3 separate regions of the Mus musculus genome follow, and regions 1 and 2 are each linked to region 3. The links are chromatin contacts, called in public promoter capture Hi-C maps. All regions are on one chromosome and are shown on one strand. Each heading gives the region's core, a stretch centred on a gene start, on an enhancer-like site or on the middle of the called end of the contact. The rest is flanking DNA. Distances are from core to core; before and after follow the strand shown.

Region 1 (3,094 bases), core at 305-2,804, 2.9 Mb after region 3:
AATGGCTCTCTCAAAGCTTCTAACCTTGGAGAGGGATGGATGCCAGGGTCTCTACATGCTCAGGCTGGCCTCACACACATCATGTGACCTTAAGCTTCTGATCCTCCAGCTTCTACGTCCTGAGGAATGGGATCATGGGTCCATACCACTTTGATTTATGTGGTGCAAGGGATTATACCCAGAACTTGTACCCAAAAGCAAGCACCAACTGAGCTCCATCCCAAACCACTTCAAGCTTGTCGTTAAAAACAAAACAGGTAACACTCTGTCTAGTAAATGTAATAATAAACTGTAAATCATTAAGGACCAGGGATATCATGTATTCTTAATACTTGGTATAGTGCCTTTTACAGAAGTGGGGAATAAAAAAATTACAGAATGAAAGAATAAAAATATGCAGAAACTGACATTTTAGTTACTAATAAGGGTTATCTAATATGTAATAGTGGTAATTTAATGGATTGTTCTACATTCCATTTTCAGACCAATTCTTAAGAGTAAACTGGGAGAAGAAACAGCATTTTGAACACATCCACGTACTTGAGTCACACAATTTAATTATTTACTTTATTTTGCCCTCACACATGGAGGCTAAGCAAGTGAGCTTCCACTGAGCTATACTCCTAGCCCAGTTAGTTACATTTTAAACTTTCCAGTGATAAATAAAACAGCCTGATTATTCTAGGGATACATTGTCTCTACAAATGTGCCACTTTTTGCAACTCCAACCTGTAAAACATCAGTATTTTATTTTACCAATAACAAAATGGGCTACCTGCTGAACTCACCTTCTGACCAGACTTCTTTTCCATCTACAGAAACTCCAACCACGATGCCGGGGGCACCAACCTCATCCTAAGAGAAAAGAAAGACCCTGGTGGTTCAAAAGTAGACTGACTCCGCCCACTCTGCGGTCCCGCCCACCAGGAGGGCAATGGTTCTGCTCCGATTGCCCTGGCCGTCGGAGTGCACAGGACTCTAAAGGGGAAGGGGCGGGCCCCTCCGCGACCGGTGACCTCAGCTGCTACTTGAGCAGCCCTAAGAGCGTCAGCCCGCGGCCAGGCAGTCAGAAAAACGGAAGCCGCCGCCCTGACGCCCACTGGGCCCGCACCTTGATCCGGTGTAGCAGATCGCGGCTGCTCTCGATGGCTCTGGAGAAGCCCCTGGCTGCTGGCGGCGCAGGCGTGTGCGGGCTCCCCGGGCTCAGGGCCTGCTCGTGCGATAACTCGGTAGTGCCGGACGCCTCGGGGTCCGCGGGGGACTGAATGGGGACGGCGCCCCGCAGCCCGACCACCAGCTTCGCGCCGAGAGCCAGCCCCAGCCCGAGCCCCAGGCCGCCGGCCCAACCAAGGCCCAGCACAGGCAGGCCCGGTCGCCTGTGCGCCCCGCGCCGCCCTCCGTCCCAGGCTGGGCCTGCGGTGGCCGCAGCCCGAGCTGTCACGCTTGACAGGAGCCGGTACATGTTGCCTCCGCAGAGCCGGCTGCCTCCTAGCTTGCTCCGGCTTGGCCCGCGGCGGGCGGGACGAGGGGGCGGGGCTGAGGCGGGGCTTTACAGTACCTCTCAGTCAAGGCCGGGTGGGTGAGCGACGAGCGCATCGAGCGCCTGGTCCTCGTCTCCTTTCTAGCCTTCTGGCTACTAATCCTCTTTGGTTCCACCCCTCCTTTTCTTGCTTTCTTTTCCCTCCCTCTTTTTCATATCTTTCTTCCTTCTTTTATCTTCTCCTTTTCCTCTCTCTTCTCTCCCTTTAGCTCTAACCTCCCTCTCTTGTTTTCTTTTTCTCTCGCATCCCACATTCCTCCCTCTATCCTCTTTTCTCTTTCCCTCTCTTTATTTCTGATTCTCTCCTCTTTCTCCTTCCCACTTTAGTTTCTACCTGTCCCTCAAGCCTCTCTTTTCCTTTTCTCCTCCTCATCTCTCTCCTTTTCCATGCTTCTTCTCTCTCACAACACACATGATATCCTTAGACAAGTCTCCTGTCACAGCAACACCCTCTTGCCACCTTATGCCTATGTTAACAACACTCGCCCCTTTGTTTGACTGAGATGCACAGTGGTTAAAACACTTGCCATGCAAACACAAGGACTGGAATTCAAATCCCCAGTATCCGGGTGAAAATGCCCAGTGGGCATGGCGCCTACCTGTAACGGATTGAGAAACCCAGCCTCAATCCAAAGTTAGAAGCGCAATTATAGATGGTTTCCAACATAGTCTGGGACGTTCTCAGGCAAATGCTAATATGCATGTATATACATGCACACACACAAAAGTGGGAAAAAGCAAACCTGATGTGGGTTTTTTTCATTCTTTTAGGAGAATTTTATGTCTTGACTCGCCTTCCTGCCCAGTGACAATCATTCTAGCAAACATTAATCATCGTAACTGCTCTGGAGATTGGTTGTGTTGTCTGACATCAGTTCCATGAGGAAACTGGAGTAAAGGGAGGCTAAGGGATTTGTCTAAATCTACAGAGTTGTCAGGTGATGGCCCAGAAATGTACCTTCTCAGCCTTCCTCTCTTGTCAGAGGGTTTGAAGGGTTCTACGATCAGAGGCGTGGGCGGTGAATCAGCTTCCCAGTGGTGCGATGGATGCAGCTGCAGCTAGTATTATTACATGGCCAGGGTCCACTGGGCGCTACAGCTGCCCTTCCACACCCAGTCCTGTTCTCTGAAGCAAACTCTAGCCAGGCTACTCTCAGTTCTCTTCCTGAGTAGGAAACTCTTCCACAGTTTCTCACAGCTCAAGGCTGCGTTGCTAGAGTGACCCTATCTTTCTTCAAAATACCTGCCTGAGAAAGATCAGAGTTTCCAAACGCAGTTACTGTTTGTTCCAACCACCACTGGAAAACAGAGCTCCTGTCCCCCAGTCTGTGGCAGAGGGTAGGAGCCTCACGTCATAAGTGCCAAATAGCAAAATGGGTGGATTCATGTGGACCAAAACCCTTTCTGCTTCTTGTGACTGTCCACACTCCTGATCAGCTCAAGTTGTCACCGCTCGCTCTCTCCTCCTACCCCATCACCTCTGCCCACATCCCATGGAGCTCCGCTTCCTCTGCCCTGCGTAGCTATGGAGTACGGTCTGGTGTCCAGCTGCGT
Region 2 (3,153 bases), core at 490-2,989, 2.1 Mb after region 3:
GGCAGGGTTCAGAGTAGAGTGGCTTTAAGAGAGTGGACTCCAGGAATGCAGGAGCATAATGAAATTTGTGTTTTGTATCAGCAAGGCTAGGATGGTTTGTCACACAGCAACAGACTTAAAAATGGGGGAGGAGGTATCTGGGGCTGGTTGGAGGATGAGGGACCTCGCTACTGTGGTGGCCACTGTGTGTGTGTGTGTCCTTCCCTCTGTCCACTGACTTCAGAAGCCATCAGATGGTAGCTACTTCTCTCTAGCATGCTATTCTGAGGAGAACCCCAGAACCTGCACAAACCTGAAAGTCACACGCAAGTGAAGGTCTGGGATCTTCCCTGAGACTGTTCAAGACACAATGAGAGAGTTGGGCGGTACTCAGTGGCATTTTCAGGGTTCCTGGTGTTGAAAAGGCTGAGGGGTAGTGTGCTCCTTGGGCACATTTCACATGTCACCCTCCGCCAGTGCTACTCAGGACTTCACTGGAAGCTACCAGAAGGGTTGTTGTTCCCACTTTCTGGTGGCTGACCACACATGGATGATAGGGCAGGACTTTGGACTACACCCATGACTCAGAATCTTACATCCTTAGCTCTAGGGAGGATCCCTAAGGGGGGATCTGTGCTACTTTTCTTGTTGCTGTGAGAAAGTACTCAAGGGGTGGGGGAGGCAACTCAAGAACGGGCTCACAGTTAGAAGGTATAGGGTATAGTCCATCATGGCAGCAGGAGCGTGGCGCAGCTGGGTACATTGTGCCCAGCCTCAGGAAGGGGGGGGAGGGGAAGGGGAGGGGGAGGGAGAGAGAAATATGAGGTGAATCCTGGTTCTCTGTTCACAGAGAGCCCTCTAAACTGCACAGATCTGAAAGGTCACACGCAAAGGTCTGGGATCTTCCCGGAGGCTGTCCCAGATATTGCAGCAATGGTCAGAGAAGAGCAGCCCTCACTAGCCAGTTTCTCCTCACCGATTTTTTTTTTTTAATTCCTGGACCCCAGCCCGTGGACCATTGCTGTGCACATCTAGGGCTGGTCTCACTAAAGCTCTGGAAACACAATCTAGAAATTCCTATAGGCATACCCAGAGGTTTATCTCCTGATTGTAAATCCAGTCACATTGACAGTGTTAGCTGTCACAGTGACTTAGGGCTGGAGGCTCTAGGTGGCCATCCTTAAAATGTCTCTGGTCTTGAATGGAGACCATTGAACTTCAGTTTTGTTTCCAGCCACCAACGCTACCACTGATATTTTCTCCTTCTGATAATTTGCAAAAGGAAGGGAGAATCAACTCCCAAGTCCTTCATTAAGACAGGCTTAATGGTGATACACGGACTACACTCAAGAATGGTGCCAGGGTTGGCGTGGTAATAGGCAAATATGGGCAGTCTTCAAGCTGGGCCGGGAATGAGTGGGGCACATGAGAGCTTCCTACCCTTGTGTGGAGCGAGGTCCCCAGAGAATCTGATCAGTCAGGGTGTGCGTGGGTGGGGACGAAGGGCAGAGAAATTCTGTTTTCTGGCAATTGTGCTGGGTTGTGAAGTGCGTTGATCATTAGCTTACTCAAGTTGATTCGTTCCAGGTGGCACAGCATGTGAGAGACAGGGCGGGAAGGGACGAGCATCCAAGTCCTCACCTCGGGGCGGTCCCGCGGGGGTTCCAGCAGGGGGCGCCCCGAGCTCCGGGCCGAGTGTCCGGGCGCGCCTCCAGCCGGCGCCTGGGACCGGGCTGGCCGCTCCGCCCCCTCTGCTCCTCGGCGGCTCTGCGGGCGGACGCCGGGCGCAGGGAGCAGAGCAGAGCGGAGCGCCGCGCACCCCGCCGCGCCCCGGTGCACGTCCAGCTCTCCGCACATGCAGCGCAGCCTTTCGCCGTGAGTAGCGCCCGGGCCGCGGGATTCGACGGCAGCAGTGGCTGGGGTGGTCGGGCATTGCCTGTCTAGGATATAGCCGTTCTGTGGTTTGTGCGCTGGGACGGCACCCGGAGGCCAGTCTGCAGGCTACTACTACCTCGGGGTGCCTCCTAAGCTTGACACTCTGGTCCCAGAGACGGGATGGGGATTGACGGACAGAGGCCTGACATCTGGGCAGGAGAATGGAAACAACCATGCATCAAGTTTGGCCCCCTCAAAAGTCCCCAATAGGAGAGAAACAAGCCCAGCCTCTGTGGGCTCACACCTCCTCCTCCCCGCCTCAGCCCGGGAGGTTGCTTCCTGTGAAATGAACCTCCAGTGTGGCCTAACAGCTGCGGGCAGGTGGAGGGACACTCCCTGGTTCCCTGTCATCTAAAGGTAGCTGGGGGCAGCTCTTTTGGTTTCTGACACTAGTTCCCAACTAACTGGCTTGGCATCCTAGGGGAATTTTGTTGACTAAAAGTGGCTGGTACCTTGACTGCTTCAGAGTTGGGTTCAAAGCCCTCCCTGTCTCCACCTGCCCGCCGGTTAAGTTTTTGGCATCTAAAGTCATGGTATTGATAGACCAGTAGCTGTCTTTGGAGGCTTGACTGAAGTGTCAGGAATGGGTGGGTATCTGTTGCCCCGGGACAACAAACTACCTGCTGGAGGGAATAAACCAGCCAACCCTGACAGCTTCTCTAGAGCCTTCTATTCTGTTAGATGTGGGGGGCAAACAGTCCGGCTGCCCAAAGAAGCTGAACCTTTTATTAAAAGACTGAGTTTTTCTCATGTCAACTCAGGGAGGTGGCTGACCTTCTGAGCCCCAACATCCTTATCAGGGATCATCCAAAGGGGTTCTGTGATGCTAGAGTCTCCTCCCTTCTGCTGGCACTGCTGGCAGTTTCCCCAGACCTGAGTCTGAGGATTCTTCATGTGTGTGTGTATGTGCGCACGTGTTCCAAACCACTGCCTGTCCCTGCCAAACTTGGGCACCTTCTCCTTGGAACTGTTCTCCCAGAAGCCACTGGCTTTCCAGTCCTGAGCCATCCATGGAGGAGTTGTGTGGGTATCAAGAGAAGCCCTGGGAAGTTTGATGGCCTAGCTGTGCCATGGTGGAAAGGTCCCTTTCCCTCTCTGGACCTCAGATTTCTCCTTTTGTCTAACAAGTGACTTAGACCCGATCCCAGTGGGTTCAGACTTTTGTTTCAATGTTAAGTTTTTACCCCAAACCCCAGTCCACAGCAAGGATACCGTGGGATGGGAGTGCTCTGTATCACT
Region 3 (3,039 bases), core at 333-2,832:
GAGGATGTGAAGAGCAAGCATCTTTCTAAGCCCTGGGACCCTACTGGCACTTCACCTAACTAGAGGCTGAATCCCCTCAAAGATCCTCCCTTAGGGCAAGATGAGGGGCCTGGGCCCCACAGGAAGCACATGCTCTTTGCACCTTGAAACAAAGCTGCCTGGGGTCACTTAGTCTCTACTTGGCTACCCCCAAATAGCCAAGGTTACTACATGTCTCCCATGTCTCCATGTATCAAAGTCCCCGGCAAGGTCTTCTGCCACATCATCTGAACACTCCTGATCTAATCCGATCCCAGAAGCTAAGTAGAGCCGGGCCTGGCTAGCTTGGATGGGCCACGAAGTCCCTGGGAAGAGCCGCTCTTCCTGGGGAGCTCAGTAAGAGATGTGACCCGGGGAGAAAAGAGGCAGAGTAGACGCAGTGTGAACAGGAACCTGGGCAGCCAAGGAAGTAATGCTTCACAGAGTTTCTCTGCAGAAAGGCCCCATTGGTTGCCTCCATAGCCTTCCTCGGAGCCTTCACAGCTTACATACTGAGTGTTTAAGTGCTTACACACACACACACACACACACACACACACACACACTCACATTGAAATCCCAGTGGGACACTACAGTCTTGATGGTATCTCTCTTAAAGTGAGGAAGAAAAAAAAAAACAAAACAACAACAAAAAGAAAAATGGAGCTTAGAGGATCCCAAGCAGAGAGACTGACATATATAAAGAGCATGGAATGGTTAAGAAATTCCAGGGGACACCTTAGTCTTGGTGGCAGACACTAAACAGGAAGCGGCAGTGTAGGTCGGGCGTAAAAGTCCTGAGCATGAAAGCATGCATCTGGATTTTATGAGAGAGAAGGAGTTTTTGAAGCCGTTTACTGCAGGAGCCAGCTTGTGTTCTGCCTGATCTCTCACTTCCTGTGAGTGCTTAGGTAGGAGATGATACGGGTAGGAGGCAGAAATCCTGGCCTAGAAAGCCAGGACGCAAGGTTTGAGGGCCTGGTTGAAGCTAAGCAGACACTGTATACTGTATTTCTCTTAAATTGGATTATAGTCTCTCTCTTTTTATTCTGAATTAAGCTGTAATGGAATTTTTTTGTTTGTTTTATGTCTTTCCAAGGCTGAGTCTTTTTTTGTTTGTTTGTTGTTTTGTTTTGTTTTTTCTCTGTGTAGCCCTGGCTGTCCTGGAACTCACTCTGTAGACCATGTTGGCCTCAAACTCTGCCTCCCAAGTGCTGGGATTAAAGGCGTGCGCCACCAGTGCTCCGCCCCCAAAGCTGAGTCTTAAGGGAGTGCAGTCTGGCTTCAAACTACACAGCCAACGCTGGCCTTGAACTCACAGTTCTCCACCATACCCAGTGTGGGTAAAAATCAATAAAGCGTGTGAGGCCGGTGACTAAGCCACTACAAAAGAGCAAAGGTAAAAATAATGAGAGCTGTTAATGCAGCTTCACGTGCCCGTTGTACTGTTTTGTAGTATCCGGGGGATTTCCAAGTTCACCCTCAGTTACTCCTCCTAGCAACCCGAGGAGGTGGTGTCTTACTCCCAAACTTCAGGTGAGGGTATGACTACAAAGGAGTTGAGGATCTTCCCCATGACCAGCAGGAAGGGCAGCAGGACTCCAGGGACCTTGCTCTTCACGAGGTAGCAGGTGAGCACAGCCAAAGGCAGAGAAGGCCAGCTTGGACTGGAGTGGGCGTGGCCGGAGTAAAAGGGCCAAACCAAGCGGAGCCAAGACGAGCTTAGACTCAACGGCCCCCAGCTTGAAAAGGAAAGTATCTTCCGTAGAATTGTTCTGCCGGATACAAGCTCCGGGAAGTTTAACTATTTGGTGTTTGCTTCCAAACCAAACCAAACAAACAGAAAACCCCGCGGCGCTGTGGAAAGCGCGGAGGCCAGGTGATCACCCTATTTCCGGCGGGGGAGCCGGATTGGCCCTCCTATGCAGTGCCGGATGCCATGGCAACCAGACACAAGATGACTCTCCAGAACTGGCGCCACCTCCCCTGAGGCCTTGGCCTTGCTGTCCTCCAGGGTGATTGCCTAGTCAGGAGGGGAGAGGAGCAGCCACACCTCTGCCTGCCGGGACTCTGCTCTCTCTGCCTAGTAAAATTCCGGTGCTTCCTAAATCTCACGGGCCATCAAGAGTAGCAGCCCTGAGAAGTTGGGCGAAGGGAAAAAAAAAGCAAAAAACAAAATCCAAAATACGCTCAGGGGCTATCAAGGCACTTTGAATCAAAAACTTGGTGGCGACTCCAGCCGTGTGTAATCAGCAAGCCAGGGGCTTCTCTGTCGCATGCTCTAAATGGCAAGCCTGCTCCACACAGCGATTTCCCTGATTCTGGCCCAAAGTACAACCCTCCTCTTTCTTGAGCTCAGATGTTCTCAATGGGTCCTTATTGAAGCAGAATCAAGCCCCGAGCCTCTCCAACATCCAAGGCATTTCACAACGTTACCTTCTGGGAGACTCTGCCCGTGACTCATCCAGACAGTCACCAGCTTATCTTTCCTGAAACGCGTCCTGTTTCCAGGCTTGTGTTCTTGCTGTTTCATTTGCCTGGAATTTCCAGTCTTTCCTTCTGATTCCCTTTTGACCAAGATTTGAAGTTTCCCTTCCAGGAAATCTTCTTGGAATGCTTCCAGCTTCCTGGAAGTTCCAAGTCTATCCCCTCAGCCCAGGGATGAGCACTGATAGCCGTTGGATTTTGTTATAAGCAAAATTGTGGCATCACCAAGTTCATGTTGACTGACTGGCTGGCATCTAGTACTTCAGAACTGGGCTGTACTTGGAAGTAGGGGCTGTTTAGAAGTTGTTATGGAGGCTGGGGAGGTGGCTCAGTTAGTAGTGTTTGTCTTGCCTGTACCTTGAAACTGAATTTGATCCTCAGAATACATGTAGAAGCAGACATCATCATGGTGGTACACACATGAAACTCCTCCAGTGTCAGAGGCAGAGTCAGGGAGATCCCTGTGGCTCTGTGGCCAGCAGTCCGGACAGTCAGTGAGTTCTTAGCCAGTAAGAGACTCCTGCTTTGGAAAAC

What was found. Promoter capture Hi-C pulls out the DNA fragments that hold promoters and counts their contacts.
Region 1: a contact with region 3 is called in a promoter capture Hi-C map of erythroid cells, with 26 times the contacts expected there. The contact joins the promoter of Lactb here to the promoter of 1110036E04Rik in region 3. A contact is called at or near these places in 2 of 39 promoter capture datasets (erythroid cells and pre-B cells).
Region 2: a contact with region 3 is called in a promoter capture Hi-C map of erythroid cells, with 12 times the contacts expected there. The contact joins the promoter of Dapk2 here to the promoter of 1110036E04Rik in region 3. A contact is called at or near these places in 1 of 39 promoter capture datasets (erythroid cells) and 1 of 115 datasets of contacts at active chromatin or transcription factors (embryonic stem cells).

The regions. Positions count from the first base shown.
Region 1 is chr9:66,973,930-66,977,023 of GRCm38.p6, forward strand. Lactb (lactamase, beta) reads right to left here and starts at 1,555. Exons shown (of 6, transcript NM_030717.1): 1 at 1,112-1,555; 2 at 789-855. The coding sequence starts at 1,462.
Region 2 is chr9:66,156,487-66,159,639 of GRCm38.p6, forward strand. Dapk2 (death-associated protein kinase 2) reads left to right here and starts at 1,740. Exons shown (of 12, transcript NM_010019.3): 1 at 1,740-1,854.
Region 3 is chr9:64,048,247-64,051,285 of GRCm38.p6, forward strand. 1110036E04Rik (RIKEN cDNA 1110036E04 gene) reads left to right here and starts at 1,583. Exons shown (of 3, transcript NR_040713.1): 1 at 1,583-1,649.